Regions from separate parts of the Mus musculus genome. Here all the other regions are linked to region 6. A link is a contact called in public promoter capture Hi-C data. All regions are on one chromosome and are shown on one strand. The core of a region is the stretch at or near the end of the contact, and the rest is flanking DNA. Distances in the headings are between cores, read along the strand shown.

What was found. Promoter capture Hi-C pulls out the DNA fragments that hold promoters and counts their contacts.
Region 1: a promoter capture Hi-C map of hippocampal neurons shows a contact between it and region 6, with 4 times the contacts expected there. A contact is called at or near these places in 2 of 39 promoter capture datasets (cranial neural crest and hippocampal neurons).
Region 2: a contact with region 6 is called in a promoter capture Hi-C map of pre-B cells, with 2.2 times the contacts expected there. A contact is called at or near these places in 4 of 39 promoter capture datasets (the C10 cell line, cranial neural crest, hippocampal neurons and 1 more).
Region 3: a contact with region 6 is called in a promoter capture Hi-C map of liver, with 2.9 times the contacts expected there. A contact is called at or near these places in 2 of 39 promoter capture datasets (liver and pre-B cells).
Region 4: a promoter capture Hi-C map of hippocampal neurons shows a contact between it and region 6, with 4 times the contacts expected there. A contact is called at or near these places in 2 of 39 promoter capture datasets (cranial neural crest and hippocampal neurons).
Region 5: a promoter capture Hi-C map of pre-B cells shows a contact between it and region 6, with 4 times the contacts expected there. A contact is called at or near these places in 4 of 39 promoter capture datasets (the 3T3-L1 cell line, cranial neural crest, hippocampal neurons and 1 more).
Region 7: a contact with region 6 is called in a promoter capture Hi-C map of pre-B cells, with 2.3 times the contacts expected there. A contact is called at or near these places in 2 of 39 promoter capture datasets (neutrophils and pre-B cells).

Annotation. Positions count from the first base shown.
Region 1 is chr19:10,303,049-10,306,228 of GRCm38.p6, reverse strand. It overlaps Dagla (diacylglycerol lipase, alpha), which reads left to right and starts at 1,352. Exons shown (of 20, transcript NM_198114.2): 1 at 1,352-1,408.
Region 2 is chr19:9,981,207-9,984,008 of GRCm38.p6, reverse strand. It overlaps Fth1 (ferritin heavy polypeptide 1), which reads right to left and starts at 1,363. Exons shown (of 4, transcript NM_010239.2): 1 at 1,026-1,363. The coding sequence starts at 1,139.
Region 3 is chr19:4,810,345-4,813,185 of GRCm38.p6, reverse strand. Rbm14 (RNA binding motif protein 14) reads left to right here and starts at 1,552. Exons shown (of 3, transcript NM_019869.3): 1 at 1,552-2,014. The coding sequence starts at 1,678. It overlaps Gm21992 (predicted gene 21992), which reads left to right and starts at 1,587. Exons shown (of 3, transcript NR_157185.1): 1 at 1,587-2,014.
Region 4 is chr19:10,099,996-10,102,830 of GRCm38.p6, reverse strand. It overlaps Fads2 (fatty acid desaturase 2), which reads left to right and starts at 1,328. Exons shown (of 12, transcript NM_019699.2): 1 at 1,328-1,608. The coding sequence starts at 1,402.
Region 5 is chr19:10,181,469-10,184,254 of GRCm38.p6, reverse strand. Fads1 (fatty acid desaturase 1) reads right to left here and starts at 1,367. Exons shown (of 12, transcript NM_146094.2): 1 at 991-1,367. The coding sequence starts at 1,203.
Region 6 is chr19:7,340,359-7,343,208 of GRCm38.p6, reverse strand. Mark2 (MAP/microtubule affinity regulating kinase 2) reads left to right here and starts at 1,349. Exons shown (of 18, transcript NM_007928.3): 1 at 1,349-2,041. The coding sequence starts at 1,988.
Region 7 is chr19:5,040,083-5,042,827 of GRCm38.p6, reverse strand. It overlaps Brms1 (breast cancer metastasis-suppressor 1), which reads right to left and starts at 1,465. Exons shown (of 10, transcript NM_134155.3): 1 at 1,338-1,465. B4gat1 (beta-1,4-glucuronyltransferase 1) reads right to left here. Exons shown (of 2, transcript NM_175383.2): 2 at 1,694-2,521. The coding sequence ends at 2,330.

The sequences.
Region 1 (3,180 bases), core at 103-2,602, 3.0 Mb before region 6:
ATCAGTTGATCTACCATGGTTCACAGGACCAATATAATTCTTTCTTCCAGGTGTCTGGGACTTTGAAGCAAGAGATATTATCTCCAACTGTGTGGTTTGAATGGACCATGACAATCTAGAGATAACGTCCCTGAACCCAGGCCTCCCCAGATTTCTGAACTTCCTGAGACATCGGGAGCTCCTCTCCAGGAATTCTTGAAGTGCTCATATTTGTTCCCCAAATCCATTTTCTTTACCTAAGCCAGAGCTTATCTTTGCAATAACCGTAGATGCTACCGAATTGCCTGGCGAGGGGCTGAACTCTGCAACGAGGAGAAGTCTGTCCCGGATGCAGGGTTTCACTTTCAGTCAGATGTCCACCTATGTCCTCCAGGCCTACAGAACAAGTCAATCATCCTGACGTCATTCTCAGAATGACGTCTGAGCCCAGGAAACATTTCACACGCTTGCTTTCTGCGTTACTTTCCTTTCGACCTCTCATATCTTTCTGCTCGACTTTGGAGACTTAACTGATTGCATCATCATGACCGCTAGATCCAATCTTACCTATGACCCCCTGTGCAGCTGCAGCTCTTAGCTTAGCCCCCATGTGACCTGATATCTCTAAGGGCAAGCCTGCTCCCACCCACTCCCCAGACTCAACCCAGAACACCAGCATAGCTGTGTCCCTGCCAAAAAGCAGCTTTCAGGAAGGCGAGTTGAGCGACTTGCGCATGAATGGATGGGCGTGTGTGAAGGAGAACAGGAGGGGCGATTTTCTTCATTTATCAGAAAATCAAAATTGATCAAACTCCCCTTTTGCTGTCAGGCACTATGCTGGGTGTTGAGGAGGGTGAGAGTAGGGGGGAAGAGGAGGACATAGATAAAGATGTGTCCCAACTCCTCAAGACGCTGCTAGGTCCCCTGAAGGAGGTGGAACCCATCTCTCTCCTTTCCTCCCCCAAACAAACCAGTTCTCCGGTGATCCTACTTGCTATTTTTCATCTCCCACGCTAAACCCTGTCACGCGGGACCTGAAGGAGGGGAACCCAAGCAGCTACCGTGCCCCTGTTCAGTGCCCACGGTCCAACCCCTTTCGTCTGCCCACGGAACCCCCGTGGAGGCCTCAGCCCCGCGCCCACCGCCCCCACGCGCGGGGATCCAGGGCTCCACCACCTCGGGCCTGCGCGCCTCTCCCCTCCCTGGCGCTAGGGGGCGCTGCCGCCCCACGGCCGTCGCCATGGTCACCGCTGGCGGCGGAGTGGGGTTTACGTAAAGGACGCAGCGTCCCCCGGGGGGCGGAGGCGGCCTTCGCGCCGGCGCCGGCGCCCTGCGGAAGCAACGTTAGTGAATAGGGGCCTTGGGGAGCCCAGGATGGAGGTGGCGGTCGCAGTGGCCGCGGCGGGCCGAGCCCTGCGGCGGGCCGGAGGTAAGGGGGCCCGGGCCGAGTCCCGGGCGCAGGAGCTCTGCGAGCGGCGTGGCGGGCTGGGCAATGTCCACTGCGCGCGGTGGCCGGTCCGACAGGTCCGCGGGCGGAGGTGCGGCTGCCACGCGCGCTCGTGGCAGGTGTGAGGTCCGCGGAGCCCCGGGCCACCGGCGTGGGGATGGTGACACGCATGGCACGGGCGTGGGCAACGTGGATACAGCACGGGCAGCGTGATTTTTCCTGGCGAGGGTGTCAGAAGACTCACCCCCGCCTTGGTGTAGCGGTGGCCGCCCAGGTGTGAGGAGGGTGCACCCTCTGTACAGGAGGGCGATGCACGCAGCTGGTGCTGGTGGGTGGCCAGCTGATGCTGGGCCGTGATGGTGCGGTGGGCATGGGTGTGAGAAAGTGCTGCCATTGCTTGGATGTTGGTTGGCATGGTTCTGGCCTTGGGCTTGACATGGTTTGGAGTGATGGTCCTGGGGGCTTAAAGAATCAATGTCCTGGGCATGACTAGTGGCTCCGGCCCTGCTGTGAGAAATGGCCTTGGCTTAGCGCAGTGCCCTGGAATGACTAATACTGTGAGGGAAGACAGGTGGCCCTCAGACCCTGGTAAATAAGAGGGTAAATACCCACCCTTACAGGGAGATCAGTAGGGGCGACGTCTCTGTCATGGGGCTCAGCATTAATGCCTGTTGGTGTGCTGGCCTTGGGGCAGAAGGCTGGAAGAAGGTTGGTGTTTTTTATGATGGATGAGAATAAGAGACACCATGTGTCTACCATGAGGTTCTTGGTTGCTGTCCCAGGTAGAGCTCTGCTCAGTTATGAACCTTTACCTGGCTCATGAGTCCTCCCCCATTTGGAGGAAGATGGGAGGAATAGGTGGTTCTCACTGGTGGTCCTTGTTTCTGATTATAGGAGACTCAGAAGGGTATAGAGAAGTAGCCCAGGCTACGTCGTCCCTGGGCCCTTCCTTTCACTTGGTTGATGGCGGTGCTACTGGGTTTCTGGGAATTGTATCTTTTGGGCTGCGTGGAAGATGGTTCTGTGGCTACTGGGAGTGTTTGGAGATTGCATATATCCTAACTAGTCTTCTGAGAAGCTTTGGAGAAGGTCCCCCATCTCTCTATCTCTTTCCTTCCCTCCCTCCCTCTATCTCTCCCCCCTCCCAGCCCCCATCTCCTTCCTCCTCTCATTGCCACATGATGTCCCACTTCACAGAGCATCAGTGGGCAGACCCCTAGAGACGTTGAAGACTTCAGGGTGTTATGGGTTTCTTGGGGGGGAAGGCACAGAAGTAGAAGCAAAGAGCTGAGCTTTGCATGAGAAGGGTGTTTCTTTGCCAACATGGGTGCTTGGAGAAGCCTCCCTCCTTTGAGGGAACTGAGTTAAGTTCCCTAAAGCTGACATGTTGTCCACTGTCTTTAGAGCCAGATAACTTGAATTCCAGTCTTTGGCTGTGTGACCTTGAGCTGGTGTTGTTACCTTTAAGAGTCACTTCACACAGTGATCCCAGTGGTCCCAGAATGAAGGAGACTGTGCGTGGAGAATTCTATAAGCAGCAAGAGGCTATACGAAGGTCAGGGATTTCCATCAGGGCAAGAGACACAAGGTGGTTGGGAATAGAGGCATGGAATGTGACTGGGGAGGAAGGGAGACATAGGTTGAGGGTTTGTCATGGGAAATTAGAAACCCAGAGGATATATGCTCCTGGTGGGGGGATGTGGGATCTGTTGACACTGTGAGTCAGCTACTGAGCTGGAACCAGGCCCCGGGTC
Region 2 (2,802 bases), core at 114-2,613, 2.6 Mb before region 6:
AAAAAAATTTAAGCCAAGCCCAAATCTACTTGTCTAAGAGGTAGGGTGCTAGAGTATCCTGCATTGGGAGGCCATTTTTCTCCTCCTTCACCAATCATGTAAAAAGTAGCTAACACAAGGTCACAAGGCTTCCAGCTCTACAAACAACCACTGATTTATAAAATTAATGCATCATGCCCTGTTAACAATTGAGGGCATTGCATTTTAGCACAAATATATTAGGAGAAGCTTTGATTTTCAGTTTTAAGCACTCAGTGTATTCATATTCCAGGAATGACAGCCACAGAAGTTGGACCTGTTTCAAAGTCCAGGCCTTCCCCAAACCTGTTTTTCAGAAACTATTACATGGAAAACTTCCTTGTCCAGCAATTGATAGCAGGCTTTTCCCAACAAGTATGTACCTACCACTTGTTAGTAAGCCACACTCATGCAAAATAAGAAAAATACAGTAACATGATGCCTTGTAAATGCAAGGTCGGGGTGACACTGATAACTACAGAAGGGGAGATTCCTAGCGATAAGTTTCAATGCAAGTGAGGCTCTGTGATAAGCAGAGAGGTGGAGGCGGCTGCTTTGAAGGGGACAAGAGTAAGCTCACAAGAGATAAGCCTCTTTACACCAGGCCCCAAGGCTGCCACTCGACACCATGACCAAGCAGACCCGCCATACTCCAGGAGGAACTGGAGCAGGATGCATAACCAAACAGAGAAGCTTGTAGGCCACGTGATCGGAGGGGACGAGCGTGCAGAAAATGCACCTAACTGCAGGGTTGATTGGCCAGGCTGACAGTCGTACTGCCCTAAGGCTTCAAAAAAAAGTGGTGTAATGACATGCCTGATCTATGCAGGAGCCACAAGGTGCTATGTGCTCAGACTTGCCACGGCAGGGCTGCCTGCCTTAGGAAAGAACCCCGAACAAACTCCATTTTCCAGAAGGGCGCTGGAAGGCGGGGAAGCCCGCAGCAGGCCACGCCCCGACCCACCCTCCGCCGGCTCCCCAAGTGGCCCTGAGGAGGCCGCACTCACCATAGACAGATAGACGTAGGAGGCATACAACTCCAGGTTGATCTGGCGGTTGATGGCAGCCTCCGCGTCCTGGTGGTAGTTCTGGCGCACTTGCGAGGGAGACGCGGTGGTCATGGTGGCGGCGGGGCGAGGCGCGGTGGCGACGCTGGAGCGGCGGAACGACGAAGTTGCAAAGGGCTCAGGCTCGAAGCGGCCGGCGGGGGTCGGAGGGGTCGAGCACCGGGTTCCGTTCAAGCACTGTTGAAGCAGGAAACCGCGGCGACTCTGGGCGAGAACGTCTGGCGCAGGAGGGGACAGCGGGCCGCACTTATAGCGGGATCCTGCGTCAGGCGAGCGCTGGCCAATCAGCGCAGCGGGCCGCGCCGCCCCGCCTCTTCCTGTGGGCGTGTTGCCCAAACCCGCAGGGCGCGGGCGGGGAGGAGCCTGTGTGAGTGTGAGGCGACGCAAGGGGCTCTGAGCTTCTGCAAGAGCGGTGCCTGGCAACAAGCGCGCTGTTTCTGTGGCCCGGGGCGGGCGTAGTTGGATCTAGCCGTACTGCAGAGGCATCTGGGTCCCAGATGGGCACAGAGGGTACCGATGAGGATGATTTTCAATTCTCACAGGATATCCCTAAACTCTAGGCAAAGTGCGTGTTGTTAGTCGTGACATACACCAGACAGCGACTTCGTCTTACAAATAGGAAAATGGAAGCGTGGCGCTGTAAATGGCGAACGACATATAAGTTGGACTGGGAAAGAGCGGCTTTCCCTCCTTCAGAATCTGTGGAGAGAAGCTCAGAGGAGGAGTAGGGGAACTATTGGCGAGGAGGTTAGGGTCTACCCTGTTCTTCTGACTCAAGCAACCCCGGCTTTTTGCTAAGGCAAACATGGCTCTGAGAACAGTTGAAAAAACAAAGGCTAAGAAGGCGCATTTCTCCTTAGAGCAGGACAACAGCCGTCTGTCTATAGGGCAATCCTGGGGCCAAACCATTTAGGTTTCTGAGAAAGCCCCTGGTGATGCTTGAAATTAAGAGACGTCTCTGGATTAGAAAAGTAAAGAAGTGACCTACGTGTGTCTGTTTCAAAATGGTCTCCTTTATCTTTCTCAGTAACCTTTGGGTTTGTCCTTGGAGTGAAGTTGATGCTTGCAGAATGGCAGGTGACAGGTGCAGGAAACTGCAGAGGGACAAGCCAACTGTGTCTATCTTGTAGCTGTGGCCCAGCTTCAAAATGGGTGCGAATTCTTGGATAGCAAGCAGAACTAGAGATTAGCCACTGCGTCTTGCTAGGCCCTGCCATCCACATCCACTTGTGCTCAGCCTTGTCTAGTCTTTAACACAGGTGGAGAACCAGCAGATGCTGTTCATATTCTCAAAACTGGAAGTTGGACTTCGATTTTGTTGTTATTGTTTTGAAGCAAGATTGACAAAGTTACTGGATCAGTAACCCAGACTGGCCAGGGACTCTCTGTGTAAGCCAGGCTGGTTCGTCAGAGAGCTGGGATTATAACCCTCTTCCCCCCTTTTAAGGTACGTCTACTGAAATACATTACTAGTACTTAGTCTTTTAAAACTACACGTTATATATGTTCTTTTCAGGAAAGATTTCAGTGGTAATCTAGCTGCAGGATGCTTCTGGATAAATATCCTGGAGTCAGACTTCAGGACGATGGCCCTAGGAGACTGATGCTGAGCTAAAGTTGATGAACAAATTCCCTTTGGAAAGTGGAGGAGGGAGGTGGGGAAAGGAGTTCTAAGTAGAGGGAATAGCAAATGGGCAGGCATGGGAATGCTTCCCTT
Region 3 (2,841 bases), core at 303-2,802, 2.5 Mb after region 6:
TATATGAATACATACAGGCAAACATTCATACACACAAAACATTAAAAGAAAGCCGCCAAGACTCAAGAGACCTCTCCCCAAGGTTATTTGTTTATTTGACATAGGGTCTCACATATCCCAGGCAATTTGGGATGACTTTCAACTTCTGACCCTTAAAGCTGTGAGTACAGCAGTGGGCTGCTTTGTTCTGTTCTTTTGAAATTTTTTTAGTTTTGTTTGTTTGTTTTTGAGACAGGGTTTCTCTGTGCAGTCCTGGAACTCACTCTGTAGACCAGGCTGGCCTCGAACTCAGAAATCTGCCTGCCTCTGCCTCCCAAGTGCTGGGATTACAGGGATGGCTTAAATTTTTTTAAAAGATTTATTTATTATTATATCTAAGTATACTGTAGCTGTCTTCAGATGCACCAGAAGAGGGCGACAGATCTTACTATGGATGGTTGTGAGCCACCATGTGGTTGCTGGGATTTGAACTCAGGACCTTTGGAAGAGCAGTCGGTGCTCTTAACCACTGAGCCATCTCTCCAGCCTTTTTTAAATTTAACGTTATTTTATGTGTGTGGGTGTTTTGCTTGTTTCTCTGCGTACCACAGATGTGCAATGGCCAGTTCTCTTGGAACTGGAATTAGCTGGTTTGTAAGCCCTCATGTTGGTGCTGGGAATCGAACTCAAGTTTTCTGGAAAAGCAGCAAGCTCTCTTACCAGTGAGCAGCCCCTCTAAGTTTTTGCTGTTTTTTTAAAGACAGGGTCTCTCTATATCCTTGCCTATCCTGGATCTCACTATGTAGACCAGGCTGGCCTCGAACAAATTTCTTTCGATTTTGCTTCCTGGTTGCTGGGATTAAAAGGGTGCCCACCACTCCTGGCCCCCTCCTCATATATTTTTAAGATCCAACTTTTGGCTTCCTCAGGATTACTGATCTTCTACTTTATGGAACATAATACTGTGATAAACTTCATGCATACAATAAATGGTCATCATCGTAATTCTCGAAATTCCATCAGGTTGAGACAGACAGACGCTCAATATTCACTGTCTGCAAAATCCTCCAGAGCTCAAGCAACCCCAAGTAATGTGCTTGCAAAGAAAGAGTTACAGTCCCTTCCTACTCCAAGCATATAGTGTCGGGGGCCAATCCCAGACTAAAAGGGGTTTGTCCTGGTTTCTCCTCCGGGCGCGGCCTTACCGCAGACGCTGAGGCTGCCATCACAACACCCAGGGTTTGGCTGCGGCAGCTCAAACGGAGGAGCCCGGACTTCCCTAAAGAACAAAGTTTTCCTTGGGGCCCCGCCGGGACGCCACACCCTGGCCGGAGGTAGCTCTTCTGACTAGGCCTCTGCGGACTCGGCCGGAGCGCGCTTCCCCGTCCCCAGCCCTCCTTTCCCCTCCCCCCGAAGGTGGCGGTTGGTCGCGCGCCTCTATGCTTTTTCCACCCCCTCCGTTAACAAGGGGCTCCAGGCCCTCTGGGATTGGCTGCGTCAAAGGACATCTGCTCTCAACCTGTTTGATTGGCTGCTATCCGCGCGCGATGCCGCCTCCAATTGGTTAGGTTAGAGCGCCTGCGCGGCGGGGTTCTCGGTCGCCAGCCATTCCTGTGGAGGACTGCGGGTCGTTCGGACGTTTTGCCTGTCGCTGTAGGAGAGGTCCTGTCTCTCCGAGAAGGCGGTTGCGGCGGCAAAATGAAGATTTTTGTGGGCAATGTCGATGGGGCGGATACGACACCGGAGGAGTTGGCAGCTCTCTTCGCGCCCTATGGCACGGTCATGAGCTGCGCCGTCATGAAACAGTTTGCCTTCGTGCACATGCGCGAGAACGCTGGCGCGGTGCGCGCCATCGAGGCCCTGCATGGCCACGAGCTGCGTCCAGGTCGCGCGCTCGTGGTGGAGATGTCGCGCCCGAGGCCCCTGAACACTTGGAAGATTTTCGTGGGCAATGTATCGGCTGCATGTACAAGTCAGGAATTGCGCAGCCTCTTCGAGCGCCGTGGACGCGTCATCGAGTGTGACGTGGTAAAAGGTAACGCGGGAGCGCGCTCGGGAGGGGACACGCGCGGTGCTCTCTGCCTCTTAGCCACGCCCCTCACTCTGGGGTTGGTCCTCAGGGTTGGGAATGATGGGGAAGTGTGCAGGAGCGGGGCCTAAGGTGCTGGGGGCGAGTTGGGTAGAGCCACCCTTCTCCCCTGCGGTCCCAGCAACATTCATCAAGTGGGAGGAGTCGGTTCCGGGCGGGTGCAGTGGCCACTGCAAGCCGAAGCCTCGGGGCTGGGGACGCGCCAGAGATTTGCGAGTGTGCGGGGTTGGGAGGAGGCGCCTTTTCCTGGTTGCATGAGCCTGGCACCAAAATGAAATGGAAAGGGAAGGGCACCAACCGGATTATGGAGCGGTGAAAAGAGTTCGCCACTTCCCCACTTCCTCTCCAGAATTTGGTCAGATCGAGGGAAAAGGGAAAAGGTTGGGTTGAAGCCCCAAGGCCGCTCTGGCGTTCCTTCCCGATGCTTCCCGGAAGGTAGCGGGCCCTTGGTTTCTCGGGTTCGGGCTTTTTTAGTATTGTCTGGAATGAATCTGCTTGTGGGCATGGGAGGGGCCTTTTCGGAACCCCTTTGACCTTTCAGTATTCGATGGGTTAGCCTTGGCGGTTTTGTGCTTTTTAATTCTTTTCCTCCACCCTCCACTTTGTGTTGGGTTTTACAACTTAACAAGTGGAAGCCCCGGTTTTCTGCGTTATTTTTGCATGTGAAAGGGGGCTATTAAGCCTCTCCCTCGTTAGCCTTTTACTTGCTAAGCTGGTGCCTCCGGGCACAGATGTTTATTAGCTTGGTGAGATTGCAAAGGGGAATACTCTGG
Region 4 (2,835 bases), core at 79-2,578, 2.8 Mb before region 6:
CCAGTGTCATGTGGAGCTAGGGAGCCCAAAGTCTTGAAAGGGTCATGGAAGAGGCCAAACAGGGCCACTAGCTAAGCATGTATGTCTTGACCATTTTATCTCTCTTACCCTCAGACTCTTCATTTTGAAGTTAGCTATAACAATATCATAGGATTGTGGTGAGACTTTAGCGAATAGGGCCTTTCTTCCTACTATACTCCCTTGGTATCAGTGTCTCTCTTGCCTGCAAGTGGTGTACTACTGTCAAATCAATCGCGGGCTTTTATTGCTTTCATGTTTCCCAACCAGGCTTGTGAACTCTTTCTCAGTCGAAGACAAGAAAGGTGTCCAGTTTATCCTGGCACCCTCCCCAGAAGCCACTCCCGCGGCACTTAGCACGAGGAAGAAAGCAGAGATTCCACCGTTCTTTTCCAAGATGACCAAGTTGAAAGGATTCAGAGCCCTGGTTAAACAGAGACCCACTCCTGGCTCCTTTCTCTAGGAAGGTTTCAGGAAAGCAATAAACAATATGGATCTCTTAGACAATGTGAGATACAGGAGACTTGAGTCCCATCTAGCCAGGCAGAAATATCACCTAGTCATGACAGCCCAGGAGGGGGCCTTGTTTAGCCGGAGGCCGAGCGTTGTTCACCATAACCGCTGCGCCTCCTTTGTGCGAGCATCAGGTGCAAATCCCCGGCCGAGCGCGTTGGCGCTCTGAAGCGCGCAAAGAAAAGCCCAGCTGCCGCCCCCGCCCCCCCCCCCGCCCCCCGCTCTCCCCTCCCAGCTTCTCAGAGATCTACTCCCGCTTCCCCGGCTCCAGGCAGCGAAGGGAGGAGGAGGAGGTCAGACACGTCGCCGACCGCCCAGCAGGGCTTAACTCCATGCGGGCGGGCGCGAGGGAGGGGGAAGCCGCGGACCCGCCGCTCCAGCCCGCTGGCCTTCGAAAGATCCTCCTGGGCCAATGGCAGGCGGGGCGACGAGCCCTGATTGGTGCAGGCGCTCTGCTGATCACTGTGGAAACCCGGGTGGCGGGGAACTCGGGAGGATGCGGAGCCGGGAACGGGGGGAGCCAGAGGGGTGGGGGGAGGAGGCAGCGAGGCCCTGAGCTATCCTGGAGTTTTCACCGGAGGCAAAAGTCCACAGCAGGCGGGCCTAGGGTGGGCGGAGGAAGGGGACCGCTTGGGGGCACTGGGAAGCCAGGGGTACTCCTGAGGGAAGGCAGGGGTACTGGCTAGCTAGTGAAGGCGAGGAGGAGCGAAAGCGAGGGGAGGAGGCACGGTGGGAGGAGGAGTAGAAGACAAAAGCCGAAAGCGAGGAGGGCGCCGACCGCACACTGCGGCCAGGAGAGGGACCGTCGGTGTTGCGAGCCGCGGGCGCCCGGAGGCCGTAGCGCACGGGGCATCCGGGTAGACTGGCAGCATGGGGAAGGGAGGTAACCAGGGAGAGGGGAGCACCGAGCGCCAGGCTCCGATGCCCACCTTCCGTTGGGAGGAGATTCAGAAGCACAACCTGCGCACCGACCGGTGGCTCGTCATCGACCGCAAGGTCTACAACGTTACCAAATGGTCCCAGCGGCACCCGGGGGGCCACCGTGTCATCGGACACTATTCGGGAGAAGATGCTACGGTAAGAGTCTGGGGGTGCCAGCCACTCTTGTCTGCTGCAGGCTGGTGTCAGGAGCCCGGGGTCCCTGGGCGCCAAACAGATCCCCGGTTCTTAAAGGAGCGCAGGACGTTCAGCAGGGAAAGAAAGTGTACCAACTGCCCTCACCTCCCTCCTGGAATCGTTCTCCTCTGGGTCAACTGGGCAGACTTTGGCCGAGCCTTTTGGACGCCAGGCCTTAGCACCTCTGTGGAAGTCCCATCAGTGGTAAACTGTGCCCGGTGCATGTTCACAGCGCATACTGCGCGCTGTTCCAGCCGGAGCCTGGGACTCTCCAAAGGGGGCGCTCCAGCCTTCGTGTTCGGCGCTCCCCAAGTGGAAGATGGCCACCCTTGGGCGCCGGGGAGAGGAGCCTGAGAGCGGGCAGCCATATGTGGGACTCTCCTGCCAGACCAGGGGGCGGAGAAGGAAAGCTGGTTCCTGGCCAGGACTCGCTCCTGCTTGGACTCCTGTCTAAGAAGGTCCACAATGGCTGCCCGACAGAGACTTCCTAGTAGTTCAGATTCCCACGCTCCCGAGGATTATCCCGACTCACTCCAAGTGCCAGCCTTCTGGGAAATCCTGGTGGGGAATTGGTGGAAGGCGAACGGGCTGGATTTTGCAAAATTCAGGTCCGCAGGGGATCTAGAAGGTGAATCTAAGACTGGCTTGGCAACAGGTCCATCTGCCTCTGGGGTTACTATCGGACATTCAACTCAATGGCCCTCTGTTTTTAGATCCTGCCAGGATCACCCTTCCCCTCTTGCACTCATGGAGGTTGTTGAAGTCTCTGAGACCTCTGTGGAACGGAGGCTATCCTATATTGCACAGTACCCCATACCGTGCCTGGCCCCACCCCCAACCATAAAGTGATTGTGTAGTCAGGTGGGTAAGAGGAGAAACAAAGTCAAAGAGGAAAGCCAGACCTTTCTTGGCACCTTTCTTGGTGGGCTGAAAGCAGAGGAAAAGATGTAGCTGGAGAGAGCTTGGGAAAGACGAGTGGGAGGAGGCTGAGAAGAGGGATAAACTTATCAGACCGCACTCCACATCAAAGTCCAGGATGCTGACTTGAGTGTGGGCTTTTCTTGTGCAAGTTTGATAGTTTCAATTCTTACCTTCCATGTCTTTTCTTTTTGAGATCAGCCTAGGTAGCCATACCCTAATCAATGGACTGGAGGCTTTGGTGAACAGGATGCAATCTTACTCCAGATT
Region 5 (2,786 bases), core at 118-2,617, 2.8 Mb before region 6:
TCCTTTCATGAACCGGTATAGGAATGCACTGCTGTTTGGATTCTGGGTGGTTACTTCTAGAAACCGGCTCCTTCTAGCCTGGTCGCTAAGGCCCTCCACCTCTAACTTCATGGGCAACTTAATAGGAACCCTGAGGACCCCGGGAGCACGTTAGACTGGCAGACAAGGAGTAAGAGGTCGGAGGGATGGCATTAGGTAGTTAAAAGGGAGATGGACCCAAATGTAGAGACCCAACAGATGACAATCCTGTCAAAGAATGCTCTGTCCTAAGTCATTCCTAGTCCGGCCCTCGCCTCTGAGGGAGGATATGGTCTAAAAAGAGAAAACAGGGCCACTAGACAGAAGCTGGGGTTCGTACTGACTCTTCCTTCAGTAAGCTACAACGGAAAAGGGACGCGACCCCGCGAAGTGTCTAATCGCGCGGGAGCCCTATTCCCTCAATAGTCGACCTCCCTGGCCCAAGTGACCTCGCACTAAGAATCCGAGTACAGTTTTACGACTCCAACTGCAAGCTGTCTTGGACCGGCTCAGGTTCATTACCCTACCCTCCGGGCTTCACAATGTACAGGTGATGCCCAAGCACCGGGTCCTCAGTGTCATCCCTAGCGCAAGCAGTCCTTTCCCACTTCCTTTCCGCTCCGAATCCCAACTTAGGGCCAGTTCTCTAGGTCAGACAAGGCTGTGTTCACCCTCCTAGCCTGGCAGACAGGACGCGACTCCCACTCTCTGCTCAGACTCCTCCTCCCACCACCGGAGGTTGCAAGTACCGTTGAACGGGTGCCTGGAAAGCTCATTCCCTCCTATCCAACCCATGCTTGAGACTCCAGAGGCAAAGCACGGATGTGCAACCAGCCCTTTGTTTGAGTGTGCGTGTCTCCGGCCACCGTCTACCGCTCCGGTCTCTCAGGCGCTTGCATCCCGGGTTCAAAGGCCTCTCTCCCCGCCAATGTCCCTCCCCGAGGTGCAGATGCGCCTATTGTCCGCTCTCACCGTGGCATCCTGACCCGCGTAGTGGCTGATGACCCGGGAGCCCCCCGGGTGGCGGCGGCTGAAGTCGCTGATGTTGTACACCTTCCGGTCGATCACGAGCCATCGCTCCTTCTCCCGCCCGGAGCGCTGCGCCACCTCCTCCCAAGTAAAGTAGCGCGTTTGGCGGAGCTGGGCGGAGGCCGGGCCAGGGGTCGGCACCGGGTCGGGAGCCATAGCAAGCTTGGCGGGGGAAGCTGGAGTCTGAGAGGTGCGCGCTCCGGGCCGCGGGGCAGCGCACGCCAGGCTCGCGAACTAGGGGAGCGTCGGGCTGCCTCGAGCGCGCGCCCGGAGACCGCCGTTCGCGCGCAGGGTTTTCAGCACCCTTGGCGCGGACCGCCGAGCCCCGCGGCGCGAGCTCCCATTGGCTGAGCCGAGTGGCGTGGGGCGCGAGCTCCGCCTCTCTCGGGTAGCAAAGACAGACTCCCCACTCCCCGGAGAGACTCAGGCTACTTCCAGCGGCAGAGACGCGCCCCCTCGCGGGGCCTGAAAGTGGTCTCCAGGCTATTCCACTTCGGAATTTATTTATTTATTTTTTTATTGAGCATGGTAGGGATTGATAGGATAACGGTTCCTTTGAGTGCGTCACAGCTTGATGTAGCTAAGGCGGAGGTCCCAAGGGCGCATAGAAGCTTGGTGTGAACATATAGAAAAGAAAACAGTTCTCATGTTGCTCAGGCCGGCCCCAGACTCACTGTGTAGCTGAGAATGACCTTGAACCTCTGACTCTCCTGAGTTCTGGGTTTACAGGCACTGCTTTCCACGTTCTGTTTCATACAGCAGATTGTGCTAAGGCAAACGTTCTGTCAATTTCCTGCCCCTAGGAAACACGTGACAAATTAAACACAGTGGCTTTAGCAAACAAAACAGCATCCTGACCCAGTAGCCGTTCAGAGATCCCCCTTCCTAGCAAGGTGGGCAGTTAGCATGTGTGGAAAGAAAGAGGACTAACATAAAGAAAGAGACTGATTGGCTACAGTTCCAGGCTTTTGCTCACGTGATAGCCCAACGCTAACAGAAGTCTTGTCTGCTATGATTGGCCGTCACTTTTGACTTACAAGAATATAGTACTTAGGAACACACACACACAATTAACACATGCACGCATGCACACACACACATGCACTAACTAAAATGTGATGATGATGATGATGGTGGTGGTGATGATGATGATGATAACAATACTAATGATAGCTCTATGGTTCAGGAGGAACAGTTGCCTGATGCAAAACCCAGTGACCTGAAATGGATCCCTGGGACCCACAAGATGGAAGGAGAGTACTGACTTCCACAAGTTTTTCTTCTAGCCTACATTGCCTGCAATTCATGGCAGCACACACACACACACACACACGTAAATAAATAAATAAATGCAATTTTAAAAACGATTTTAAAACAAAAATAAAACGAAGAAAGGCCAGCCTTGCCTTCTTTGTATGTAGTTTAACATTTGCAATTAGCTTTAGCATTTTCTATTTCTAGTGATCTTAGTTTCGTATTGTGTTTTGTTGTTATTTTTGTCCCTGGAAGCAGTAGCCCTGGCTGATCTGGAACTCACTGTGATGAACAGATTAGCTTCGAAGTTGCAATGATCGCCCTGCTTTGGCCTCCCAAGTGCTGTAATCATAGGCAAGCACCACTGTGTTTCACTATATTAATTAGAATTATACAGGTTTAGTGGCCTTAATTGTCAGGAGACAGTAGGACGCAATCAATCGTGAAGTTTGTGTGACAGCCTCAGCAGTGGTTACACCAGCAGT
Region 6 (2,850 bases), core at 100-2,599:
CCAGCCCTTGGGAAGCAGAGGCAGCTCCAGGAGTTCTTGGTCAGTCTGGTCTACAGTGGGAAACTGTGTCATAGAATCGAAACTAACAGCAGAAAGGAAATGTTATGTGTAATTTAAAGAAATATTTATTTGTATGTGCCTATGTTTGTGCTTTTATGGGTTTATGTGTATCACTGGCATGCGGGTGCTGGTAGAGGCCAGAGGGCATCATTTCCCCTGGAATTGAAGTTACAAGGGGTAGGGAGCCATCTGATGTGGATGCTGGGACCTGACCAGATTCTCTGGAAAATAGTACAGGCTCTGAATGAGCCAGCATTCTGACCTATGTTGTAGTATTTATCTATTTAACTTTTGTGTATATGAGTGTTTAGCCTGTATGTACGTCTGTGCAACCTAGTGGAAGCCAGAAGGTGTCAAACCACCTAGAACTAGTTAGACAGTTGTTAACCACCATATGGGTGCTGGGTACTAAACCTCAGTCCTCTGGGAGAGCAACCAGTCCTTCCTCTTGACTTCTGAACCATCTCTCCAACTCATTTTATATATATACATATACATACATATGTATATATATTATACACACACACATATATACATATATAATTACATTTTTATTTAGTGTATAGGGTAGCATGCTCATGGAACAATGTTTTAGACTTGGTTCTCCCCTTTCACTATGTGGATCCCCATGGATCAAACTGAGTTATTTTGCTGGCCTTTGTTATGTGATTCCATGCCAAGATCACGCAAGCATTTTTCTCAATACTGAAAAAAATACTGTACCTTAAAGGTGTGTTAAGTTTCAAGGACGCTGACCCAGTGCCTGTCCGACCTGGTGTCTGTCCCAGGCTTTACAGAGGAATGAGGGGACTGACTCAATATAAGGCTGACATAGACTTCTAGAAGCCAAGATAGTCGCAAGATGGGCGGGTGTGCAAAGCAGGAGACAGGCAATAGGATGACACTACACTTGGCAGTTGACTCACACGTTGATAGCAAGGTTGAGCGATAAAGTGGGTTTTATGAGCTAAACATGCGGATGGGAAGTTGGCGTTAGGCTCAAAGGACATCAGTTGTAGGAACAGCTAATAGCGGTATTTTCTAAGTCAAACAACAGGTACAGGTGACCCACGCCTGTTCAAGGTTTGAAAATAACCGAAAACTGACGGAAAGAAACGAAGAGATAGATTCTTAGCCTCGGCAGCTCTCGGGTGTTGCCGGAAATGGCTGACTACCGCTCTCGGCCGAGCGACGGAACGGGGGCGTGGCCGGTTTAGCACACGCGGAGCCTCTTCGGCTGTTTCCGGAAACTGCCGAAAGCTTGCTCCAAGTGGGCGGAGAAAGGCCGGTAGGCGTGGCTGCTGGTTGGCTCTGGAGGTGCGGGGAGTCTCTTCGTGGATTTCCGTAAACAGAGCCGAACCTCGGTCTTCGGAATCTAGGAGGTGCGCGCGTCCCCGGGGATTACCTTCTTCGGTAGTTTCCGGAATTCACCCATCGTCTGGGCCGAGAGGAAAAGGCTCTTCCCCCTCCCGTTCCTAGTTGTTTCGGATGTTTCCGGCTCTTGCCGGCGGAAAGAGCCGAGGGCTGGCGGTGGTGGCGGCCATGTTGGGAGCAGCAGGTCCGGCGGCGGCTGCCTGTGTGTCGGGCGCGGAGCAGTGCGGCTGAGGGCAGGGGAGGAGCGAGGCAGGCGGCCGGCTGCGGCGGTTGAGAGTAGGCGGAGCGGCGCGGCCGGGCCGAAAGGCGGCACAACCCAGCCGGGGGTCGGGGGGGGGGGTGCGGTCCGGAGCCGCTCGGAGCCGGCGAGGCCTAGCCCGAGCGGTGCATCACCGGGCTGGCGTGAGCCATCGCCCGGCCTCCCCGCACCCCCGGCCGGGGCCCATGCAGCGGGTGCTCCTGCTGTGAGAAGCCCCGCCCGGCCGGGCTCCTAGCCTTCCCTTCCCTATCTTCCTCCAAGCTTCTCCATTCCCTCCCCTGAGATACCGGCGCCATGTCCAGCGCTCGGACCCCCCTACCCACGCTGAACGAAAGGGACACGGAGCAGGTAAGGAGCCCTCAGGGCTCCCCTAATTCTGTGACTGGGCCCCTGCACCTTACGGAGGCTCCCTCCCTCAGTTCTCCTCGTGCTCCTGCTTTCTTCTACAAGCCTAGGCTGTCATCTGGCCCTGGGTTCCAGCCCTTCACATCCCTCTTCCGAATCCTGACCTGGGACCCACGTCGTCCTGACTGAACTGCACACTTGTATTTCTGCCAAACGCCCCTCGCCTCTCACCGCCCTCCTGCGCTCTTCCGTGCTATCTCCCCAGCTTCCCCCTCTCTTCCCTTTTCTCTCAGGGGCCTTTCTGGTCTTCCTCCACCCACGCTTAAAGCAGCCACCTTCCTGCTCCTCGAATAATACCCCGCGATTTGCCGCGGATTGTTGCCCACCTCTTTCTGCATCTCTCTAGCTTTGTACCCTCTCTACCCGCACCGGCTCTCACAATCCTCGGTTTTCTCCCTCAAGAGTCCGTGTCTCGGGAGTGTGTTCTCGGTCCCTTTCCCCTTTCACTTCCCCAGCTTTTTCTATCCTCCTTTCCCGTTCCAAATTGGGCTCTCCCTGTTGCTTGCAACCCACCAGCTCCACCCTCGTCACCTTTCCAAATCGTTCGCCTACTCCTTGCTCATCACTTTCCCTTCTTTTCGGCAGGAGCTCCCAGGCTCCTGGCACTGGCATGTGTCGCTTCCGTGTTTCCCATACAGCTGTCATGCGCATAGTTTTCCCACAGGTTGCCTTTGGGGTTCCAGTCACCGCTCCCTTCAGAGTCTTTGGATCACTCCTGTTCTCTTCCCCCTGGGGTTTGGCATTTAAGTCCT
Region 7 (2,745 bases), core at 216-2,715, 2.3 Mb after region 6:
GAGATGGAACATTCCAGGCAGAGTGAAAAACAAGTACAAAGACCTAGAAGTGAGAAAAGGGACCAGGGACACAGGCATGTGAACTTCCACTAGACCCAGGCTCCTCTAGCTACATACGGCAAGTTATTTAGGCTTTGTGCAGTCTGACTTTTCAGGCGGAACTGTGAGAAGGGGCCTCTGTTGGAATTCCCAAGGTCAACAAAGGAGGCAGGAGGAGAAACCTCTGCAGAACAGATTGAAAATCCAAGAGTTAGGGTGGAAGGTATTTTCAGAAGGAAGGAGACAACGAGAGATTGATACTGCCAGGCCCCCAGAGAGAATAGGTCATCTTGGATGTAGATGCTTCTAGTTCACACTGGTGTGATTTCTACATCTCTGGTTGCTGCTCTGTAAGTCTTTCCCATGGGGAAGGCATAACTCCTTCCCCCAGGAAGTTTTTTTTTGTTTTGTTTTTTTCGAGACAGGGTTTCTCTGTGTAGCCCTGGCTGTCCTGGAACTCACTCTGTAGACCAGGCTGGCCTCGAACTCAGAAATCTGCCTGCCTCTGCCTCCCTAGTGCTGGGATTAAAGGTTTCTTTGTTTTTTATCTCATATTCTCCCAGTCTCATGTCCGACCACCCAGTGAAATGTGGGTGTTTCATCAGGACAGGGCAGCAGGCTGTCCTACTCGCCCAGTGCAGTGCCAGCTCACTTGATGACTGGGAATTTCTAAACCCAAATTAAACAACATAAACTTTTGCAGTATAGAAACTGGCTTTTCCTTCTTGGCAACCCTACTTGGAGTAACGCTCCTTCACACCCATGCAAGTAATTATAGCGCCGGACCTGCAGGAGAGTTTAGTAGCATTTCCTCCTGCTCTGAAAATCCAGATCTCCAAAACAGCCTCACTGTTCCCCTTTTCACGCCTCAGACCCTCCACACTGGCAATTCCTTTTCACCGTTGTATATACTCTTTCTAAGACGCAGGATGAATTCAAGGATCTCCTTCCTCCAGCTGACTCTGATCCTGACTTCGTTAAATGAAGTCACAACCAATCGTCCCTCCTTAACCCGGGTACAAATAGGGGATATACCATTGCTGAGGGTTGTAGGGAGTGGAAGAGGCACACGGTAAACGCGCGGTGTATAAGCACCTCCACAGCAAACCTCCAGGGAAAGCAGACCCCTCCCTACAGACACAGAGGACAAACTCTGCGGCGCAAGGAACTATCCCACCTCGATCCACCCTCGGAACCGCGGGCTCCTCTCAGGCCAGCGCGCGAGTCGGGCCGGTTAAGTCTCTGCTTTAGCTCCGATCCGGAAAGCCCAACCCAGCGCCGGGCGTGGCCATACGCACCGCAGACACTGGGGCCTCCGGCCTCACGTCCAGGACTCCCGGAGAGCTGTCCGACCCAGGGTGTGAACGCCGCCGCCGTTGATCTCCGGAACAGTGCTGCGCAGGATTCTCTTTCTCCAGGAGGTGTCGACGCTTCCGTGTGCGTCATCAGGAGGCGCCCATTTGTGGCGCTTACAATGGAACCACTGGTGTCCAGGCATGCCGGGATACGGCGGACGGGTCTCCATAGCAACTGGCCCCCAGTAACCCAGGCCTTCAGCCTGTCCTAGCATTGTGGTCGGTGTCCTTGGGTCCACCGCCGTCTAACACGGTGCTCCGGCCCACCACCCCTCGGCTTAGGAGAGTAACAGAGCCAGCTGTGGGTGTGACATTCGTTTATTTACATAATGTCATCCGAAGGCAAATGAGCAGCCCAACCTACTGGAGGGCACAGATCTGGGACTTTAACCTTTATCTCTTTCCTCCTTCAGGGATCTCGGAGGGCGGAGGGCGAAGGCATGAGAGAACGGGAAACGTTCTTAGCACTACATTCTACGTTTTCATCTTTCTTTCCAAAAGCCTCATTTTATTAAACACTCAAGCTTCCCACCTCTAGCCCATTCAAACTTTTTGCTCTGCCGCTATCCACCCAACATGGTTAATAGTAACAATATCATAATAACACTGTAGCAATATTAATAATACTTCACATTTGTACGAAGTTTACAGGATGTTTACACATACAGCGTCTCATCTGAGCCAACAGTTCTGTGAGGTAGGTATTTTCACCTCCCTTTTTACAGACGGCGTAACGGAGGCTCAGAGAAGTAATAGTATTTGCTCAAGGCCACACAGCTAGTTAGTGGTAAAGCTGAGACTTGACTCCCAGCACCCCATAGTCAAGTCCAGTGTTCCAAACCCATAGCTACCTCTGTAAAGTGGAGGCATGTTTCTTACCCCAGTCAGGCCTGGAGCCAGATACTGACAATTCTCAGACCATGGAAGACAAGGACTCAGCATCGGTGGGGAGAGTTGGGGTACCTAGCCTTCAACTCCTGTTTGAACTGGCGGTAAAGGATCTTATTGCGCTGGTTTTCAGCCTCCTTTTGGGGATGGAACTTCAATGCCTCCTTGAATCCCTTATGAACCAGAAAACCTTCGTTCAGCACCTCAAAATTAAACCCTGCCACGTGCAGCTCACAAGCCTGGAAAAGGGGCGGGGGGGGGGGAGGGAGAGATAGAGGAGGGGAGAGGGAAGAGAGGGAGAGAGACAGGGAGAGGTCACAGTGATTTAATCACAATAACTTAATGATATCCCCAGGGCCCACATGATCATCCCTAAAGTTCCACTCCACTGTCCTCAATTCTCCATCATCCAACCACTTTCTTCTTGCTTCACTGCCTCCTTTCCACCAATGGCCACTTCACC